Linked DNA regions of Mus musculus: region 2 is linked to region 1. The links are chromatin contacts, called in public HiChIP or PLAC-seq maps. All regions are on one chromosome and are shown on one strand. Each heading gives the region's core, a stretch centred on a gene start, on an enhancer-like site or on the middle of the called end of the contact. The rest is flanking DNA. Distances are from core to core; before and after follow the strand shown. Region 1 overlaps Rbm20 (RNA binding motif protein 20). Region 2 has its middle 4.4 kb from the start of Adra2a.

Evidence for each region. HiChIP or PLAC-seq counts read pairs in DNA pulled down with a chosen protein or histone mark.
Region 2: a FOXA1 HiChIP or PLAC-seq map of pancreatic cancer cells shows a contact between it and region 1. The contact joins two enhancer-like sites. A contact is called at or near these places in 1 of 39 promoter capture datasets (hematopoietic stem and progenitor cells), 3 of 115 datasets of contacts at active chromatin or transcription factors (embryonic stem cells, kidney and pancreatic cancer cells) and 1 of 9 other capture datasets (liver).

The regions. Positions count from the first base shown.
Region 1 is chr19:53,708,928-53,712,820 of GRCm38.p6, forward strand. The region is part of intron 1 of Rbm20 (RNA binding motif protein 20); the gene reads left to right. Among named protein-coding and RNA genes, the nearest start is that of Rbm20, 34 kb to the left of the region's middle. Within about 2 kb of position 2,109, at least 48 of the 459 cell types and tissues checked have an H3K27ac peak or open chromatin away from gene starts, as enhancers often do. A contact at or near this core is called in pancreatic cancer cells, where this site is marked.
Region 2 is chr19:54,038,929-54,042,821 of GRCm38.p6, forward strand. No RefSeq gene overlaps it. Among named protein-coding and RNA genes, the nearest start is that of Adra2a, 4.4 kb to the right of the region's middle. Within about 2 kb of position 1,638, at least 29 of the 459 cell types and tissues checked have an H3K27ac peak or open chromatin away from gene starts, as enhancers often do. A contact at or near this core is called in pancreatic cancer cells, where this site is marked.

The DNA of each region.
Region 1 (3,893 bases), core at 859-3,358:
TTTACGTTGCTTTATCTAAGAATTTCAGATCTACAAAAGGGTTTGTAGCAGTGGTTCTTAAGCGTCCTAATACTGAGACCCTTTAATACAGTTCCACGTGTCGTGGTGGGCCCTAACCATAACATTATTGTCATTGCGATTTCCAAACTGTAATTTTTGTTACTGTTGTGAGTTGTAATGTTAATATCTGTGTTTTCTGATGGTTTCGTGTGGCCCTTGTGAAAGGGTCATTTGACACCCCCCCCCAAAGGGGACATACCCATGGGTTGAGAACCAGTGGTCTATGGAACAGACCAAGATCTTGTCCTTAGTTTTGACAAGAGTGTAAGTATATTTTTTTTCCTCTAGGTTTTACTAATAAGTTTATGTGTCTAAGCACTTGTCTATAGGTGTGTATGCACACTGCATGCATGCCTGATGTCTGTGGGGCTCAGGAGAGGGTTTTGGATCCCCTGAAACTGGAGTTACAGATGGTTATAAGCTATCCTGTGGGTACTGGGAACCAGACTCAGGTCCTCTGCAAGAGCAGACAGTGCTCTGAACCACTGAGCCATCTCTCTAGCCCCTTGGCTTTGAGTCCTGGACCTAACCAAAATTGGCTTTTATAGAATCAACCAGCATTATTTATTTATTTAGCATCTGATTCAATTTCGGTTTTCAAATTTTGGGGCTATAAGTGGCACAAACAAAAGCAGAAGTTAAAATATTGTAAAAAAAATAATTTCTCTGAAAATGTGAAGCTTTTATTAAAATCCAGCGCTCTGTAAAATTTTTAACGAATGAGGTCAAGGGTTAGGTTGGTAGCATTTGAAGACGTGTTTGCGCTATTTGGGATTTTGGGAAAAGTGAAATTATTTTTTAGAGTCTATGCATTTAAGAGGTTTTGCTTTTGCTTTTGGAGTTGGGGCTGGAGAGGTGGCTTAGAGGCTAAGAGCACTGCCTGTTCTCCCAGAGGGCCAGATTTGACTCCCAGCACCCACACAATGGCTCAGAATCTCCAGTTCCAGGGGCTCCAGTGTTCCCTTCCCGCTCTCAGGATAATGTGTCCATTATCTGTGGTGCACAGACAGACATACAGGCAAAACACCCACTCACATAAAATAGTAAAATAACTTTTTAAAGTGTACACTTATTTATTTCGCATGCGTATGTTCAGGCATGGGTGTTGGCACGGGTGTGGAATTTAGAGCTGGAATTGATGCTTCCTTCTACCATGGGATTGAACTCAGGTCGTAGGTTTGCCCCCTTTCCTGCTGAGACATCTCACTGATTGATTTATTTAAAAATTATTTATTTTGTGAGTATGCGTAAAGTATCAATTTGTGTGTGCACGTGTGCCATAGTGCACTGGTGGAGCTTAGAGAACAACTTACTGCCACCCCATGGGATCAGGAGATCAAATTTAGGTCATTGGACTTGGAGGCAAGTGCCTTAATCCACGGAGCCAGCCACTTCACCCACCCAATGGGTGTATCTGTGGTGTAACAGTTTTCTCCGAGATGGAAACATTCTATCCTATAAGTTACCTAGTGGACTTGGGTAGAAATTCTGGCTTTCTTAAGCCTCAATTTTTTTTAGTCTATAAAATGAGTCTCCAGACTGGAAGTGTGGTTTAGTGGAAGAACACTTTTGCCCAACTTCTGCAGGACTACAAACAAACAAAGTGAATTAGGAAAGAAAGAGTACAGAAGAAACTTCTGTTTCTGTTGGCAAACGCTCCTGACTTCTGAGAGTCAGGGTAAGAATGAGAAAGTCTTAGTGCATCGGATGCAGTGCCTACTGCATAGGACGAACTCGAAAGCTGTTTGCTGGCTGAATCAACAGCAAAAGATGTTGCTGGCTGTCTGTTTTTTCCTGCTAACAATCATGGCAACATTTATTAGTGTTGTTCTTTAGCAAGGTACATCCTGTAACCCCTTAGCTTCATCTCTGCAGTGTTTGCCCCACAGCATGGGTATCAAAGTCCCTCATGAACCTTTAGGTCCTATCAGAAGACCAGATGGAAAGATGGTCTAACCACATGTTTGCAGCTGGGGCTTTCCACAGACAGGGTGTGGCTGGTCCAAGCCTAGTGCATGGCTAGTGTGTGGCTGCACTGCCTTCCAGAAGCCCTGACAGACTGGGCTCGCGCCCACCAGTTTCCCATTCAGGCAGATCAGCATGGTGCAGATGGCCCAGAGTGGATCATCTGGCTATTGTCACTCACAGCTCATGTCCTCTGGTGCCACAGGTGGCAGAGGACTGTTCCGTCTCTAGATTAGCATTGGTGCCTCTCACCTCCTCATCTGAGCTTCCGAGGAAGGGCAAAATGACTTGAAAACAATTACTTAAGCTAATTTAAAAACAACGAAAGCCACAAACTTGGAGTCATGGTCTGTCAGCTGGCACCTGTTGTCACACAGGCTGCTCTGGAGGGAAGCAATTAGGATTAGTTTGCTTGGCACAACCCCTAAATGTCCTCGATGGGGGCAGGAGCCAGGGAGTGGGCGGTGGGTTTGCTTTTAGGGTGTGTCACCTCCTTCCAAGCAGATGTGATGAAGGAATTTACAGAGTGGGGTGGAATGGGTCCGCCCGGGAAGCCCTGTTGGGTGATTTCCTGTCTAAATGGCTCATTCATAAAATGCCTCCTTTTCTGTCTCCAGAGGCCACTGTCCGCTGCCAGGTTCTTCCTCATCCCTGGGGTGTGGCTTTCAAATCCGGAGGAGGAGCTCAGGCCATGCAAAGGGGGCCAGGAGCCTCCTCTGTTCTGCTCTGAGAGTCTGCATGATGGATAGCCTGGGTCTCTCAGAGTCTCACAGTCAGCTGTGAATCAGAACCTGCCAAGGGTGTTTGGCCAACCCTGGGAGTGACATTCGCAGCAAACCAGCCTGGGCTCCTACACACTGCCCATGGCACCTGGGAATGGAAGGATGGATGCTGGGGGGGGGGGTGCTGGGGAGAGCAAGCATGGCTCAGCTCAGTGTGGCTGGACCTACTTGACCCCAGCTCTGCCACTTTCAGGAAGAGGTGATCCTGTGGCTGAAGGAGGTGGGCTCCTCTGAAGAGGTGACTTGCTCAGCGTTTGCTTACAAGAGCTTACAAAATACCTCTCCTCTTCCCACTCCTCAAATTCAAGCTCTGTAACCTCCTCCCGCCCTCCTTTGAGTTAGGGCCTTATGCAGCCCAGGCTAGCCTCAAACTATAGCCCTATTGCTTAGAATAACTTGGAACTCATGTACCTTCTATTCTCCTAAATGCTAGGATTGTGTCTCCATTCCCAGTTTGGCGGTGCCAGAGATCGGAGCCCAGGCTTCCTGCTTGCAAGGCGAGGAGCAGCAATGCTTACCATGTAAGCACCACACCCAGGGGTCCGATTCTTTCCATCTTTTTGTATGAAAGATATTGAGTTGGGGTGCCATGCCTCTGCTCTGTGAGTACCTGCTTGATAGGAGAGAGTCATGGCCACCTTCTCTCTCCATGCACCGATGACCATACTGTGACAGCCTTTGAGCAATGAAGTGATATGTAGCTGAGGACATTTCACTCCCTTGTCAGGACTGCTTAGGAAGCTGGTGACAGAACTGGCCCTGAATCCCAAGGACACACTGTCTCCCTCTGCTGTCAGATTTGATGTCCTCTACCACAGAGTCTGCCCAGATCTCCCTTCCTAAGACTCCCAAGAACATCTCCACTTATCTTTAGCTCTCAAGGGATGGCTTGGGAGAGACTTGCCACCATAGGAGTCCATGCAGGGGTCCCCAGCTGCAATGTGATCAAAAGGCAGTGCTAGTTGAAGCCAGGGATGGTGCTCGCCATTCCTGCCTGCCTCCAGGGTCGGCCTGAAGTGCTGCCGACGCTGGAATTATTTTTACAGTTGCTTTTAAGCCCCATGAACATGAATCCTAGGGATTGGT
Region 2 (3,893 bases), core at 388-2,887, 330 kb after region 1:
TGATTTTCGTCAGTGGACCTGACTCATGGAGATGATCAATATGGTTTTACTATCAATGAAAGCTTTTGCATCAGTTATTCCAGCCAAGTGTTCTGATTGAACAGAGTGGAAACCAACTGGAAGAGTAGAGAAGGTAGTAGCTGTGTGGGCTGTGGAGTCACTCAGTCTGAGGAAGAGAAAGAAGGGACCCACTGCTCTGCCTCACAGCTGTAAAACCGGACACAGCTGGGACAGACATATGGTGACTTCTCCCCAGACATGTTGAGAACTGGTTGGCTCCTTATATTTATTAGCCTGTGCTTTTGCTTCATCTCCTTCCTTTGGGGAGGGAAGGAGGAAACGAGAGAAAACGAGGAGAGCCAAGAGGATGTCTCCGCCCCTTTGAGACTGTATGAAATGCTGCATCCACCTTGCCCAAAATCTATCTCTGTCCCCGGGATGGAACCAGATCTCACTTACCTTAATCAAGCCATTTACTGTTCTATTTCAGGTAGAGTTAGCGTAGTTGTAGAAGAACACCCCTTGGAAGTGTTGACGTCTTTTTTTTCCCCCAGCTTAAGTTACCTCAGCTTTAATGGCTGGGTTCCCCTCTTTCCCTCTGCCACCCACTCCTAGAGTCTAGTCCACACCGGATTCCAGATCCAGGCACAACTGTCAACGGGTGAGTGACCTCCAAAAGAGGTGATTCCTAATTTCCATCTGTTACAGACTTTATAGTGCAGATGGCCTGCTGTGAGGCTTTCCCTGCCAAGCCCAATGTCACCGCTTCTCTGGATTTTACCAGTGTTGTACGTCTTCTCTGGGGTAAGGAGCCCTGCGCATCTCCTTGAATATGAACATCAACTGTTATACACACTCTTACCTTTTACACAAATGCTACACCGATGTAAACCAACTGTGGTAAGCCCATTAATGCCACTTAGTTTTGCTTTACTTCATATTTCTAGCGCTGGTTTGGTTTATTAACTCCATGGCTAAGACTAAAGGGGAAAGTGTTGCTAGACAAACAAAACAATATGCAATGTATATTTTGCAGCCATTAAGCCAAACTCTAAGCTGAATATTGTCTATGCATTCACACATTTAATCTCTATTTAAAAGCGTGTGTGTGCTGTGTACAACTATTTCCTTTTTTCCACATGTGGAAACTAGGGCTCAGCAAAGTCAAATAAATAAAATTATTAAATGGCAGAAGCAGGGCCAGAACTTCTGCCTTTTTACTCCCAAGTCCAAATTATCAATGGCTCACTTGAAGTGCCTCTCAGGACCTTTTAGGCAGGGACTCCTGAGCAAGGGCGGGCTGTTCTTGGTGCTGTGGACTGAGGAGAGTGGGAAAAGATCATTTTAGTAATAGTCATAGCCAGATTCATATTCTCTCCCTCTCTCCTCCCTTTCCCTCCCTACCCCCGCCCCTCGTCTCTGTTCCCCCTTCTGTTTTTCCCTGTGTTTCAGGCATATTGTCTCCATGGTTTCTTTAAGCAAACATGAAGGGGTGATTCACTTTACCTAATTAGATTAATGGAATGTTAGCTTAAGAGTTATTACTGTAGGTGACAAATGTCTCCTTTGTACCCACGGGCTGGTGCCCTATCTCACGTGTCAAGTGCAAGAACAAATAGCCATTGCTCACCATAGCCAGTTCTGGAGTTGCTTTTCCTTGTGTGTCTGGACAAAGCAGAACATTATTCCTTAGGTGGTTGGGTGGGGCAGGCACTTATCTGTGAGGAATGTCCCAGGAACCTGAGGTAGGCAACGTTATGCTTTGTGTGTGTACACACACAAACTCTTCAGGGTCACACTTTTAGCCAAGGCACAACATGTTAGGTAGACTAAGGTTGCAGCCAAGAGTTTGCAGAGAGCCCAACCTTCCTTGGCATCCTTGGAGTAGAGTTGATCCTGGCACCCACTGATATCTTCCTGGTCTTGGCTGGAGGCTTTCACAGATAGGAAACCACCTGGCTCTAGTTTCCAGGCCAGGAAAGACAAGGTCAGAGGCAGGGCTTATTGTTGAAGCTTGTGAACAAGCCACAGAGATCTGGCATCACGGTGTGGCATGAGAGCAGATGAAGACAGCTCTATGAAACACCCCTGGAAGAGGCCTCTTTCCTTCTGCCTCCTATCAACTTGCAATAATCACAGGATGCTAAAGGCATCAGCGCAGGATGATGGGGAAGTTATGTGAAAGCTCAGAGAAGGTGTGGGTCTCCCTCTAGTGACTCCTCCCTCCTCCCTCCCTAAAGACTCACTTCCTGCAATGAAGCTCCGCCTCTTAAAGGATCCACAACTCCCTAAACATTGCTGTCAACCGAGGCCAAATGGGCAAACACGTGGGCCTGTGGGAGGACGTGCTGCTTTCTAACTGCAGCAAAAGGCATTGCCTCCAGTGACTTCCTGCCTTCAGCCAAGGCTCTCACTTCTTTACATTGCCACAACCTCTCAAAATAGTGCTACCAGCCCGGGAGCAAACTGTCAACACAAAAGCCTGCGTGGAACACTTTGTATTTAAGCTATAGCAGTAGCCGAGATGCCAAGGCACATTTGGGTCTTGTCTGACACTGGAACCAGCTGTAACTTGAAGACACATTGAGACTGTTTGCCTTAAGCAGTGTTCACTTTTTGTCAATCATCTAGTTGACACAATTAGAATACCTCTGTTGATTTAAATATTTCTTTTAGGGAAAAACAACAACAACAAAAGAATGAGAGGATCTTTGTCTAGGAGTTTTATTGCTGCAAAGAGACTATGACCATGGCAACCCTTATAAAGGAAAACGCTTAACTGGGGCTGGCTTGCAGTTCAGAAGTTTAGTCCATTGTTGTCATGGAAGGAAGCATGGCGGCGTGCAGGCAGACTTGGTGCTGGAGAAGTAGTTGAGAGCTCTACATCCAGATCTAAAGAGAGAGTGGCCTACCTTGAGTTTCTGAAACTTCAAAGCCCACCCCCAGTGACACACTTCCTCCAACAAGGCCACACCTAATAGTGTCACTCCCTGTGAACCCTTGGGGGCGGTTTTCATTCAAACCATTGCAGTCTTATACCTATATCCATGGATTAGTTAGCATAGCTGAATCCTGACTTGGGGCTGAAGTATTAGCCGTCTTGGCTGTCTGCTTGTGTGCCTGTTTTGTTGACAGCTCAGTCAGATGGGGAATTCATTTCATCTCACGAACATTTATAGAGGTGTGTGTGTGTGTGTGTGTGTGTGTGTGTTTAAAATGTAAGTACCAAGACCCCACTCTAATACTAGTAAACTGGTATTCTCAAGGAGTCTGACCCAGAAATATTTTGTGACGTTGCAGGTAGAGCCCAGGGCCTCATGAAAACTAGACATCTCTGCCTTGAGAAATGTGATTTGTAAGCATCCCTCTTCAGGGATGCTCAAGGATTAAAAGATGAGCCCAGCATATGTGAGTGGGTAGGCCTGAAGAGCAATTTATTCAAGCTAATACTGATACCCAGGAGAGGAAGGGGTTCTCATCTCTTCATGCTCTATAGCAGAGAGAGAGCATGAAAAATGTTCAGTCTCCCATAGAGTGCTGTAGCAGAAGCCGATCGAGGTACACGTCGTACCTCGTTATGTGCTCTGCTGTATTAGTCACAGTTGGAGGAGAAAGTGGGATAGAGGGGCTCTTCCCAGCACCCTTTCTTCCTCCCAAAAGGATCAAAGTCGTTATGTAACAGGATGACTTGTGACCGCCATGCCTGTATTTCCCGTGTATGGTCCTGCTCAGCCTATGCAGTGGTAATGAGGACTGAAGCCAAGGCTTTGTCCATGCTGGGTAGGCACTCTGCTCTGAGCTACATCTGTCTTTAGTCTCTGGATGGGCCTTTGCCAGTGTCCAGAAGACAGAGCCTCCCAGTTGCTGGGGGGTGGTGGAAAATTTCTTGGGCT